2 separate regions of the Callithrix jacchus genome follow, and region 2 is linked to region 1. The links are chromatin contacts, called in public Hi-C maps. All regions are on one chromosome and are shown on one strand. Each heading gives the region's core, a stretch centred on a gene start, on an enhancer-like site or on the middle of the called end of the contact. The rest is flanking DNA. Distances are from core to core; before and after follow the strand shown.

Evidence for each region. Hi-C and Micro-C count contacts between places; a contact is called where the count stands out from the background.
Region 2: a contact with region 1 is called in a Hi-C map of skeletal muscle, with 9 times the contacts expected there. The contact joins two enhancer-like sites. A contact is called at or near these places in 3 of 3 Hi-C or Micro-C datasets (induced pluripotent stem cells and skeletal muscle).

The regions. Positions count from the first base shown.
Region 1 is chr12:125,780,320-125,787,006 of calJac240_pri, forward strand. No RefSeq gene overlaps it. Among named protein-coding and RNA genes, the nearest start is that of INPP5A, 64 kb to the right of the region's middle. Within about 2 kb of position 3,057, at least 7 of the 16 cell types and tissues checked have an H3K27ac peak or open chromatin away from gene starts, as enhancers often do. A contact at or near this core is called in skeletal muscle, where this site is marked.
Region 2 is chr12:125,953,339-125,960,025 of calJac240_pri, forward strand. The region is part of intron 3 of INPP5A (inositol polyphosphate-5-phosphatase A); the gene reads left to right. Among named protein-coding and RNA genes, the nearest start is that of INPP5A, 110 kb to the left of the region's middle. Within about 2 kb of position 2,958, at least 1 of the 16 cell types and tissues checked has an H3K27ac peak or open chromatin away from gene starts, as enhancers often do. A contact at or near this core is called in skeletal muscle, where this site is marked.

The DNA of each region.
Region 1 (6,687 bases), core at 1,807-4,306:
GTGGTCTAGAACCCTGATGCACCCCCAAAGCTTCAGGGCCTGGCAGCTAGAGGTGCCCAGCCTCATATTTGTCCATCACCGAGCTGGGGGCAGCAGCCCCCCTCACTGGCTACCCACACGCCCCCATGGACAGCCTCCCTGACGTAACGACACACCTCCTGGCAGGCCTGGCGGGGAGCTGCGGCCGGGGTTGCCAGCCCTGCCCACGTGCCTTGGAAAGACTGTTGCTGGCTTGGCTGGATCCCCGTGTTCTCTGCTGGAGTGAAAACCAGCCCAGGCTTCCAGGAGGAGGCCACGCTTGCCTGCCCTTGGCCAAGGGGAGCCAACGACCCTTCCTGGTTCCAGGGAAGCCCATGCTGTCTTCTCTGCCTGGGGGCACAGCTCCATCCCTCAGAGCAGCCTCGCTGCCGCCTGGGTGTGGAAGGGGTGGCTGGTCTCCCCTTGAGCAAGCCTGGCTGGGTCTCTTCTCTGGCTGGGAGTCAGAGCCCGTGCCTGCCCCAACCCAGAAGCTTCCAGGATGCTCTGCCCAAGCCAGGTCCTGCCAGAGCCAGAGAAGGCCACGCCCTCCTGGCCAGGCAGGTCAGGGAGCTGAGCCCAGGACGTGGCTCACACAGGCTTGGATTAGTGGAGGGCTGGCCGTAGCTCAGAGCCCTCATGGGCTAATTTCTCGGAGCCCGTTTCTTTCCTTGTGAGGTGGTGATGGCAGCCCCGACGTCATGGGACGGAGCAGGATCACATGAACAGCAATTCTTGGCTCGGGGCAGGCACAAGCGGGGGTCAGGATGCTGGCTGTGCCCTTCCCTGGGGGCGGTGGCTCAGGACCCCAGGCTGGCACTAGAACCCGGGGCTCCTTGAGTACTGCCCTGGGAAGCTGTGGTGTGGAGACCGGGGAGCTCAGCTCCCCAGACCTCTGCCAGGCTGAAAGGAGGAGCGGTCCAGGGCAACCCAGCACAGACAGCCTCCTGCCTGCCCCCAGCAGGGGCCCAGCCCCCACTCCCATACCTTTGCTGGGCAGCGGGCTCAAAGGTCTCAGCCTTACCTAGGGGGCAGCAAGGCTGTTTCTGCAGAGTCCAGGGTGGGTGCTGGTAGCTTTGGGCAGTGACCTGTGGATGCTCTGTGGGCACAGCCCAGCGGACGACAGACCCAGACACTGCCCAGATCTTGCCCTGCCCCTGCTCTGCCATCCTCTCTCATCCCCTGCCTTCCCCTCCCCTACTCTCCCCTCCCCTGCCCTCCCCTCCTCTGCCCTCTTACCTCTTCCCTTCCCCTCCCCTGCCCTGCCCTTCTCTGCCCTGCCATGCCCAGGGTAAGGTCCTGCAGGCCAGCCCCCCTGCCCATAGTCACCAGGAGAGTGCTGCTGGCCAGCGGTTCTCCCCCTGCCCCCCCATCCCCCTCCACCTCTGCTTATGAAGGGGCAGACTCCCCATCCTTCCAGCCCCACCTGCCCCAGGACAGGCTCCTGGAGAAAGTTCTTTGGTACTGAATGGCTCATGGCCCCTCATGGCCCCTCAGGTACATGTCTGACAGCGCCTCTGGAGACTCACGGCCGGCCCTTCACACCTGGCTCAGAGACAGGACTCTGCAGCCTCGTCAATCACATGGAGCCCAGCCCAGGAAGGCCCCAGAAGCAGGGATGTGTAGCCTCGCAGACCCCAGCCCGCTGCTTGGGGCTCCCTGGCCTGCATGCTTAGAGCAGGAGGGGGCAGCCCAGACTTCAGCCCCCACTCAGGAGGCCATGGAAAGCTGGCTGGAGTCTCCACCAGGCCCTGAGTGAGGGGGTGGCAGGAGTGAGGCAGGCTCTGTCTCCGTGATGTCAGGAGGGGCCCGGCTGTGCTCCCAGAGAGGGTGCAGGGGGTGGAGCAGGAAGACACAAGGGACCACACACTCAGGCCTCTCCGTGACGTCACAGGCCCCGGGCAAGGTCAGGACCACTCTCCCATTTTACAGATGGGAAGGGAGCATGTGGGGACCTGGGCCTGGCGCCGGACAGGGGTCATGTCTGGTCCCTTCCAGGTCACCTTAGGGGTGAGACGTCTGGGCCGGCAGGTTGAGGCTGGCCAGCCCCCTCCCCACAGACCCCGTCCATGGCTCTGAGTGAGGTTGGGTCCGTGACAGGGCCTTTGTGGCACCACTGGGAGCCAGCCGGAGGGCGTTTAGGGGCCGTGAGGCTGCAGTCAAGCCAGCCTGGGATGCCAGCAGGGATGTGGCCTCACTGCCCCCTCCAGTGGACACAGTGCAGCCCCGCCCTGCCCCAGACCGGCTGCCAAGGCCGGCTTCAGACCAGGGTGCCAGGCCCAGGTCCTGCCCACACTGCCGCCCTCTGCTCTGGGCACCTGACTTAAACTTGCCCGGCCCCACATGCAAGGCTCCAGCTGAGACCCTCCGAGGCCCCGGCGCTGAAGGATCAGGGCGTCCCCGCGTGAGATCTGAAAAAAGCAGCGCTGAGCCGTTGACTGGGTGAAAGGTCAGAGTTCTGTTCTTTCCCACAGAGACGGCTTGGATGCCTTTTTTGAAATAACAAATATCAAATCCTTTCTAAAAAAGTCACAGCTGGCCCCGCCTAGTTGGTGCCCAAGGACGTGCCCAGCCCACCCCGGCACCCTGCAGGCCCGTCCTCCCACCACCGCGGGGCCTGCTGAGGCCGCTGTCCTTGCCCCGGGAGGAAGCTCCCTTCCCCTCCAGACCAGACCAGTCTCTGCCTCCGCCTCCTCCCAGGACAAATCTGTCCCAGGCTGCAGAAAAGGCCCCAGAAAGACCCGCCCCCAGGACTGGAGACCCAGGAGAGGGAGCCCTTCCCTGAGTGCCGGTGTGGACCGGACCCCTGCCCCGGGCCAGGCCAGGACCAGGGTCCACCCTGTGCAGCCAGGGAACAGGAAAGCCAGTGGGGCCTTGGCCTTGGGTCAGGCTCCACGGGAAAGGGCCCCTCTCCCAACAGGGAGGGACACGGCGCCAGGAAGACCAGGTCTTGGTTTCCCACAGGAGCCGTCAGCCTGGAGCTGGAGGTCCTGCTTCCCTCCCCACCTCAGCTGGCTCTAGAGGTGAATGGCAGGCCCAGCACAGGCCATGGGAAGCTGGGCTGCCTCCCCTGAGCTGCACTTCCTATCGAACCTTGGGACGGCTGAAGCCAGGGAGGGGCAGCCCCGTGAGGCCCTGGTGCTGGACAGAAAGTCCCCTGCCCCTCCAGCCACCTCAGTGCTCCCAGCTGGCCAGGGCCATATGCCACCCATTGAGCTGGAGGCCCTTTAGGCAGAGACAGGGCTGAGCCCACACAGGTGACACTGGGTGACAGTGTGAAAGAGGAGGCCCTGGGTCACCAGCCATGACCATGTCTGTGCCCAGCACTCAGCCATTTGCCTGATGAAAGAACAGCGAGAATGCTGACCCACCAGCGGGGGGCGTGGGTGAAGCAGGGGAGGAGGGGCCCCAAGTGATGCTCTGTTGGGAAGGGACCCTCAGCAGAGGGCATCTGACTCGAGGAGGGGGTGCCTGGCCTGGGCTCGGCCCACTGCCTAGCCCATATCAGCATCCAGCCAAAGCTGCCCTCCCAGGTGTGGAGAAGACTCCGCCCACCTGCAGACCGCCCCCCTCCACCCACCAGCTGCTCTCACTGCAGCGCCCCAGATTCTGCTTCTGGAAATACACTGGCAATTAAATCGAAAAGCCCTCAGAGCCGCCCAGAGAGGAAAGGTGAGCACTTACGAAACAGCTCATTACCTCGGCTCCCAAAGGCCCAGGAAGACGCCAGCCGAGGCCACCTGCCCAGGCCTCTGTCTGGGGCAGGAGGAGGGTGGGACGCCGGCTCCCTCTGGCCTGCACCCTCCACGTCCTCACCAGGGAGGATACCCTCTCTGATGATGGCTGCCTCTGGCCTGCACCCTCCAAGTCCTCACCAGGGAGGATACCCCCTCCAACACTGGCTGCCTCTGGCCTGCACCCCCCCCAAGTCCTCACCAGGGAGGATACCCTCTCTGATGATGGCTGCCTCTGGCCTGCACCCTCCAAGTCCTCACCAGGGAGGATACCCCCTCCGACACTGGCTGCCTCTGGCCTGCACCCCCCCCCAAGTCCTCACCAGGGAGGATACCCCCTCCGACACTGGCTGCCTCTGGCCTGCACCCCCCCAAGTCCTCACCAGGGAGGATACCCCCTCCAACACTGGCTGCCTCTGGCCTGCACCCCCCCAAGTCCTCACCAGGGAGGATACCCCCTCCAACACTGGCTGCCTCTGGCCTGCACCCCCCCCAAGTCCTCACCAGGGAGGATACCCCCTCCAACACTGGCTGCCTCTGGCCTGCACCCCCCCAAGTCCTCACCAGGGAGGACGCCCCCTCCAACACTGGCTGCCTCTGGCCTGCACCCTCCATGTCCTCACCAGGGAGGACGCCCCCTCCAACACTGGCTGCCTCTGGCCTGCACCCTCCACGTCCTCACCAGGGAGGATACCCTCTCCGACACTGGCTGCCTCTGGCCTGCACCCCCCCCCCAAGTCCTCACCAGGGAGGATACCCCCTCCGACACTGGCTGCCTCTGGCCTGCACCCTCCCCAAGTCCTCACCAGGGAGGATACCCCCTCCCAGGGCCAGCCACAGGTTCAACACAGGTACATGGGCACAAGGGCGGGATGGGTGGGGGATGCCTGTCTCTGACTCAAGGTGAAGGAGGAGAGGGGCAATGCTGAGCACAGAGCTGTGCGGCCCCCAGGCCAGCTCCAGGCAGAGGGCGAAGCTAGGTCCCAGGGTGGGAGAGGGGTTAACGGCCCCTGGGAGGTGCTGGAGACACAGGCTGCTGGGGAGGTGAGGGGCAGGGTGCCACCCTGGGGTGGTCAGAGCCCTGCTGGGATGGTGCCGAAAGGACTCAGTCCACTTCCATGCCCCGGACAAGGGGAGACTGAGGGTCTTCATGCCCCTTCGTCCCCAACACTGAAATGAAAAGATGGAAAGAAAGGGAGAGAGGGAAGAAGGCAGGGCAGAGGGAGGGAGGGAGAAAGGGAGGGAGGAGAGAGGGAAGTGATAGGAGCAGGGGAAGAAGATGGAAAGGGAGGGGAGGGAGGAGATGTGATGGGGAGGAGATGGGAGGGAGGGGAGGGGAGGGGAGGCAGGGTCTAGCAGCACCCAGAGAGTGTAGCCAGGCTGGCTGTTCTGAGGGGGCTGCAGCAGCTCTCCGAGTCTCTTCCAGGGCCTCTTGGAAGAGACCGTCACACGGTCCGTTGCCCCTGTGGGCATTTCTTCCTGCCTCCTGGACAGTGGTGGGGGTGCTGAGGGTTGGGGGCTGTCTCCCACCCACCCTGGTCTCAGGAAGCTCTGGTAGCACTGGCCCCTTTCCCTGGGCCACGGGACACTGCTGGGCTGTTTGCGCCCTGTGGCCATGGTTGTCGCAGCTTCTGCCCCCTGCCCAGTGGTCAGTAGATCCCAAGGGCCACAGAGTCCTCTCCACCATCTGCGTCAGTTCAAGCTCTGGACCCTCCTTCACCAAGAGGAAAACAGTGGGTTCACTTCATGCTTGTTTTCCCTGAAAATAATGGCCCCTGATTTATTTAATAATAAAATTGTAGAACATTTATAAAATAGAAGAAAACCACCACCTCACCCCAAAACCCAGAGCGGGAGGCCCAGTGGCAAGCATCCTGGCCCTTCCAGCCCATCCCCAGCATGTTGGCCCTGTCCCCAGCTTGCTGGTCCAGTCAGTTCAGGACCCTTCTTGCCCGGTGGAGCCTGCCCCGGGGCACCAGGGGACAATAAACCCGTGGAAAGTAGGATGGGTAACCAGGTCTGCCCCAGTGAGGATAAAACGGCTCAGCCAGGAGGGCTGGGGCAGCAGCAGGTGTCCAGCCACCAGCTGGACTGGCTGGGAGGGGCCTGGCCCAGGAGGGGAGTTAGGAGAAGACCTGACTGTAAATCCTCAGGCAAGCGCAGGTGGGGAGCCTCTGCGGGTCCCAGAGGCCAAGCCAGGGGGCAGTTTGGGGCAGGCAGGGGGGCTGGAGGGGAAGAGCAGGGGCTTGGCAAGGTGACCTCGACTTTCGGCAGCCTGGATGCCAGCCTGCAGTGTGGGCGAGCCTGCAGCGTGGGGTGAGCTTTGCTTTCTGGGATCTGACTTTCAGCGCGGGCTCTGCGCTCTGGCGAGCTGCCAAGTCCCAGGGAGTTTTGTCTCCAGGGGAAACTGCCTATTTGTTTAGGAAAATATGTTAATGGCCTTTTGGGTACTGGAAGGAAAATCTCAGGGCACTGTCTGAAACCAGCAGGCAAAGCGGCTCACAGCATAGGAGGGGTGTCCCACTGGGTGGAGGGGCAGCCTCAAAGGTGGAACTGGGAGGGCCCCCAGATTGGACCCAGAGGAGAGGGAATTTGATCCAGGATAGATTGTATCTGGTTTTAATTTAATTTATCTGATGACTAGAGACGTTAAGCACGTCTCCTTTGGACATTTGATCTATTTCATTTAAATGGTCTCATCCTGGTCTTTCTCCATTTTTCACTGAGATATTTGTCTCTTTAATTTTGTTGTAGTTCTTCTGTACCAAATATGTTTTCCTGTTTGTCACTTGACTTTTAATTAATTTAAGGTATTTTTATAAACAAAAATGTTAAAATTCTATGCACTCAACTTTATCCACATCTTCCCTTGATGAAGACGCTTTGGTTTATGCTTAGAAAGTTCTTTTCAAATTCAAAATTGGTGCAGTACTTACAG
Region 2 (6,687 bases), core at 1,708-4,207, 170 kb after region 1:
CCTCCGTGGAGTGTGTTTGTGCTGAGTGAGCCTGGACACGTCACCTCCTCCGTGGAGTGTGTTTGTGCTGAGTGAGCCTGGACACCTCATCTCCTCCGTGGAGTGTGTTTATACTGACTGAGCCTGGACACGTCACCTCCTCCATGGAGTGTGTTTGTGCTGAGTGAGCCTGGACACGTCACCTCCTCTGTGGAGTGTTTCTGCTGAGTGAGCCTGGGCACCTCATCTCCTCCGTGGAGTGTGTTTGTGCTGAGTGAGCCTGGACACATCACCTCCTCCGTGGAGTGCGTTTGTGCTGACAGCCTGGACACGTCACCTCCTCTGTGGAGTGTTTCTGCTGAGTGAGCCTGGGCACCTCATCTCCTCCGTGGAGTGTGTTTGTGCTGAGTGAGCCTGGACACATCACCTCCTCTGTGGAGTGCGTTTGTGCTGACAGCCTGGACACGTCACCTCCTCCGTGGAGTGCGTTTGTGCTGACTGAGCCTGGACACGTCACCTCCTCCGTGGAGTGTTTGTGCTGAGTGAGCCTGGACAGCTCACCTCCTCCGTGGAGTGTTTGTGCTGAGTGAGCCTGGACAGCTCACCTCCTCCAAGGAGTGTTTATGCTGAGTGAGCCTGGACACGTCACCTCCTCTGTGGAGTGTGTTTGTGCTGACTGAGCCTGGACAGGTCACCTCCTCCGTGGAGTGTTTGTGCTGAGTGAGCCTGGACAGCTCACCTCCTCCGTGGAGTGTTTGTGCTGAGTGAGCCTGGACAGCTCACCTCCTCTGTAGAGTGTTTGTGCTGAGTGAGCCTGGACACGTCACCTCCTCCGTGGAGTGCGTTTGTGCTGACAGCCTGGACACGTCACCTCCTCCGTGGAGTGCGTTTGTGCTGACTGAGCCTGGACACGTCACCTCCTCTGTGGAGTGTGTTTGTGCTGACTGAGCCTGGACAGGTCACCTCCTCCGTGGAGTGTTTGTGCTGAGTGAGCCTGGACAGCTCACCTCCTCCGTGGAGTGTTTGTGCTGAGTGAGCCTGGACAGCTCACTCCTCCTGAGCTTGCAAATAGAAGTGTTTTCAAGCTGAGTCCCCAAGCGGAAACTTCATAGGAAACACAGACGCCTCTTTTCTCCCTGGCCTGGCCATTTTGAGAGCAGGGAAGATCAGAGACCTCAGCGAAGGTCATTTTTTCCCATTGTTCAGAGGCACCCACTGTGAAGGCCGTGGGGGTGCTTCCCCGTGGCCCCAGAGCTCCTGCCATGGGTGCTGCTGGCTCAGGGGTTTCTGGTGTTGTTCCCACTGAGTCAGACAACAAGCACGTTCAGCAGACTTTTGTTGTGATGATTTCATGCCCATTTAGAAGTGGAGACAACCCTTTCCATGCCCAGCACCCACGTTCAGCTGCTAAGCTCGTGGCCAGTTTTGTTGCAAATGCCCTCCCCCTACTCCTCCCACCCCTCATCATTTGAAGCAAAAAGCAGACAGTGCATCATTTCATTTGTGACTATTTTAGTAGACATTTTAAAGAATACACCCTACATAACATCTTTATATTCAGAAGGATGATGAGTGACTCCTCCTGTTGAATACCCAGTCAGTATTTACCTGTGCGCAGTTGTCTCATGATTGCTTTTTACAGTTCACCTGTAACAGTTAATCAGTGTTGTGATGGAAATGGTTTGTAGCTTCGCTGGGTATCACTGATGTACAGCGCACTTCATGTTTAACATGTGCAGCTTGAGGAGCTCCGGCATTGCTCTGCGCCCACGGAGCCATCCCCAGGATCAAGGAGGATGGCTCATCCCATCATCCCAGAAGGACCTGATGCCCCTTGTAGCCCCTCCTGCCCTCCTCCCCACCGTCAGGCATCTGCTGGCTGGCTCCCTGTCCTCACTACCAGTCAGTTCACATTTTCTAGAATTTTAAAGAAATAAAAATGAAATAATATGCATGATTTGCTTGTCTGAGCTTATTTTATGGCCCGTCCTGTCATCTGCCTTGGTGAGTGTGCCACAGAGGAGTGTGCGATCTCACTTGGTTGGTGTGCCATGGAGAAGCATGCGATCTCCCTTGGCGGGTGTGTCATGGAGGAGTGTGCGGTCTCCCTTGGTGGGTGTGCCACAGGGGAGCGTGTGGTCTCCCTTGGTGGGTGTGCCACGGAGGAGCATACGGTCTCCCTTGGCGGGTGTGCCACGGAGGAGCATGCGGTCTCCCTTGGCGGGTGTGCCACGGAGGAGCATGCGGTCTCCCTTGGCGGGTGTGCCACGGAGGAGCATGTGGTCTCCCTTAATGGGTGTGCCACGGAGGAGCATGCAGTCTCCCTTGGCTGGTGTGCCATGGGGGAGCATGCGGTCTCCCTTTGGTGTGCCACGGGGAGTGTGCAGTTTCCCTTGGCGGATGTGCCATGGAGGAGTGTGCGGTGTCCCTTGGCGGGTGTGCCACGGGACAGCGTGCAATCTTTTTTGGCGGGTGTGCCACAGGGCAGCGTGCAATCTTTTTTGGCAGGTGTGCCACAGGGAAGCATGCAATCTTTTTTGGCAGGTGTGCCACGGGGCAGCGTGCAATCTTTTTTGGCGGGTGTGCCACGGCAGAGCGTGTGTACTGTGTGCTCTGCAGGCGTCAGATGTACTGTCCTGTGATGCCAAGTGGACCACAGCGCTCGACTGTCCTTTTGCATCTTGCCTGCTTGTGTGTGTTGGTCCGGATCCGTCGTGCGGAGGGAGGGCGCTCAGTCTCTACAGTGGATGTGGGGTTGTCTGTTTCTCCCAGTGTGTTCTGTGTTGTTAGCCACATACACATCTGTGGTTGTGCCGTCTTCCCAAGAGCTGTCTCGGTCGTCACAAAACGTTCTTCGTCTCCCAGAGCCTTTGTCTGTTGGCTTTTCTCCGAGGCTCACGGCTGGCGTGGTGTGTGCTTTCCTGTTTGTTTGCTTTCTGTCTGTGCCTTTATGCTGGGAGTGTCTCTTACAGGCAGGGTGTCCTTCCGTCTGGTTTTTCATCCACCCTCTAGCTCCCAGCCTTACAACTGGAATGTCTAGAACAGCCTCAGCTGGCAGAACTCCTGTCTGTGCTGTCCACAGTGGCAGCCACGGGCCACCTGTGGCTCTTGATTAAGCATTTGAAATATGATTCTTTGAAGAACTCAGTTTCTAAACATTTATTTCTTCTTCTTTTAAACAGCCACATTTGACTTGTGATATCTAGATAACACAGTGCCAGCCTAGACCATTAATCTTACATAACTGCTGATGTGGCTGAATCTGGGTCTACCATTTTTCATTTTTCTGTTTGTACACGGTTTTTGTACAAAGAGAAAAATTTGGTTTTTGTTCCCTTTTTCCCCATTCCTGCTGTCTTTTGAATTACTTTTTTCACATTCCATTTGTATTTATTTATTGGCTGTCTTCCTTTTTAAAGATATTTTTAAAGCTACTTGGGAGGCTGAGGTGGGAGGATTGCTTGAGGACAGGAGTTTGTGACCAGCCTAAGCAACATAGCAAGATCCCTGTCTCTCAAAGATAAAAGATTAAAAAAAATTAGCTGGGTGTGGTGGTGCACACCTGTTGTCCCAGCACTCAGGAGGCTGGAGGCCGAGGCAGGAGGATCCCCTAAGCCTGGGAGGTGGAGGCTGCAGTGAGCTGTGATCACATCACTACGCTTCAGCCTGGGTGACAGCAAAATCCTGTCTCAAAAAAAAAAAAGCCATATTTATTGTGCTACTTCATGTGCAGTGTAGAAATTTTGAAATCATGTAGGTTTGTGTATGGCATCTATTCCATCTGTATACATTGAAAATCCCAGTTGGCAATATTATTTTTAAAAATTGCTTTACTGAATAAACAAAATGTGTGTATTTTCTATACCACACACGCATATACAATGGAATATTCGGGCATAAAAAAAACGGAATCATGTCTTTTGCAGCCATACGGATGGAAGTGGAGGCCATTATCTTCAGTGAAACAACTCAGAAAGTCAGATGCCATGTGCTCCCACTTCTAAGTGGGAGTGAGGGATGAGAATCACCTAAGGGTGGGGGTTACACTGAAAGCCCTGGCTTTGGCACTGTGTGAAACAGCCATGGCACAAAACTGCACTGTACCCCTTACATTTATACAAATTAAAAAAATAAACTCAGTGTCAGCAAACTCCACCCTCCCTGCCCCGCTCCCCCGCCCCGGCCTGCAGCCCAAGCCAGCCCGCTGCCTGCTTTTGGAAATGAAGTTTATGGGCACACAGCCAGGCCCAGTCCCTCCTGTGCCCTGGGGCTGCCCTCATGCTGCTAAGCAGGGACCGCCGAGCTCCTGTGCCCACCTGGTTATTTACAGAAAAGACTCAGCCCTGCCTTCCTGGATTCCTCAGAAAGGGCTGCTGGGGACAGAATTTCCCAAATTTTTGTACATTGAAAACTGTTTTCTATAGTTTTGGAATTTGAAGGATGCAGGGCTGGGTCGGTAGCCCCTGGTTTATACCTCATTTCACTGGGATGTTTAGAAAAGGTGGTTCTGGTGTTGCCCTAGTGTGTCTGTTGGTTCTGACGAGACGGGTTCTTTTCAGTTTATTGTTAATTGAGCTTTTTTTTACCTGGATGCCATGGAGATCTTATTTTTATCTTTGAAGTCTTGGAGATGATTGCTTTGGGTTAGTTTCCCCAAGGAGTTGGTGAGCCCTTCCGTGTCTAAACTCGGGTCTTTCTCTGTTTTGAAGAGTGTCCCTGGATTATAGTGTGAAGATTAGCCGTGTTCCTTGTCCGCGCGCCAGTCCTGCAGATTCTCCTCCTCTCCAGCCGCCTCCCCTCACTTTGTTTTCTTCACGAAACTTCGCTTTCTCGATGGCTTTTCCTGGCTTCGATGCCCGTGTTGGGTTTTCCTTCCCGTGACTCTGGTGGCGCTCGCTGTGGCTGGTCCTTCTCTGCTTCGCCTCTGCTGCCCCGAGGCTGGAGGGCGCTCTGCTCCCGGGACGTCCCGTGTTTCAATGTCGCGTCGCTGCCGCCGAGGGGTCGTCGTAGCCTCAGCTGCTTGAGCAGAGTCATTTTGTCTGCAGTGTGGGCTGACACTCCGTTCCGCCTCACGCTTGTGTTCTGGGCTGGGGCACATTTTCCTCAGTTTGTATTTTTGTGTGTTTTCACAGCCGTGTCCTAGGGCACCCTTTGGTCAATGGGAACAGGGGCTTTGCAGGATTCCTGGTGTAATAGCGCCCTCTTCTGTTGGGATTGCAAAGTCCCAGTGCATCCACCGGCTTTGGAAGTTTGGGCAGTGATTGGGGTCTGGGAGCTGTAGTTCTGATTCGATGGTGCTTTTCTTCCAAGCCCCTCTTTTCCTGCTTTTTCTCCTTTGCCATCTGATTCCTTAGGGCTGTGACCTTTCCTTCTTTCTCTCCTTCGTGGGTAGTGTCTCAGGAGTGCCCTTGAAATCATGAAAGCGGGAGGTTAGGTTGTGCCTCCTACTTTGAGTTACAGCGGCCAAGAAGTCTTGCCTTGCGTTTCGGCCCGTGCTCAGATGTGCGGGGATGCTCCCCAGGATCTTCAGCCTCTGGACTTGGGGGGATGCTCCCCAGGATCTTCAGCCTCTGGACTTGGGGGGATGCTCTGTCAGGATCTTCAGCCTCCGGACTTGGGGGGATGCTCCCCAGGATCTTCAGCCTCCGGACTTGGGGGGATGCTCCCCAGGATCTTCAGCCTCCGGACTTGGGGGGATGCTCCCCAGGATCTTCGGCCTCCGGACTTGGGGGGATGCTCTGTCAGGATCTTCGGCCTCCGGACTTGGGGGGATGCTCTGTCAGGATCTTCGGCCTCCGGACTTGGGGGGATGCTCTGTCAGGATCTTCGGCCTCCGGACTTGGGGGGATGCTCTGTCAGGATCTTCGGCCTCCGGACTTGGGGGGATGCTCTGTCAGGATCTTCGGCCTCCGGACTTGGGGGGATGCTCTGTCAGGATCTTCGGCCTCCGGACTTGGGGGGATGCTCTGTCAGGATCTTCGGCCTCTGGACTTGGGGGGATGCTCTGTCAGGATCTTCGGCCTCCAGACTTGGGGGGATGCTCTGTCAGGATCTTCGGCCTCCGGACTTGGGGGGATGCTCTGTCAGGATCTTCAGCCTCCGGGCTTGTGGGGATGCTCTTCCAGGATCTTCAGCCAGGGAAGAGACACACAGAGATTCAAATACACAGCCAGCAAGTCCTTGGGTGCTTGTTTTTAGTGTGTGGTTGTCCTTAGTGGGAACAGTGGCCTCTGAGGGCCTCAGACTCCTGTGGCAAAATCAGAGCCCCTGCTGCTAACACCCTCGACGCGCCTTTCACTTGATGCGTGTCTCTGCGCACCTGCCTTTCTCTCGGCCTTCTTATGTCTTCTTCGGCCTCTCTTTGCTGGCACTTATCTGTGGAAGGCGTCCAGCATCCCCTCCACGCAGTGTCCATGGTCCTGTGGCCAGAGGCTTCCCGTGGCCGTGCTTAGCGTGCTATCTCCTGTTTCCTGGAATTGGCCTCTGTCTGGATCCGGCGTGGGTTCGGTTTTTCTGACAGAATGCTTTGCTGTGGTGCAGCTTCCATCAGGAGGCCTGTGCTCAGGTCACCTCTGTCTGTGTCTCCTTCTGGTATTTGTTAGCAGCCTCCGGTGGCCACTGCCCTGATTCACTGTGTCATGAAGAATATTAAAATGGCTGTGTTCTATTTCTACCATTTCTTTTTCACTATTCAGTAGGAGTGTTTCT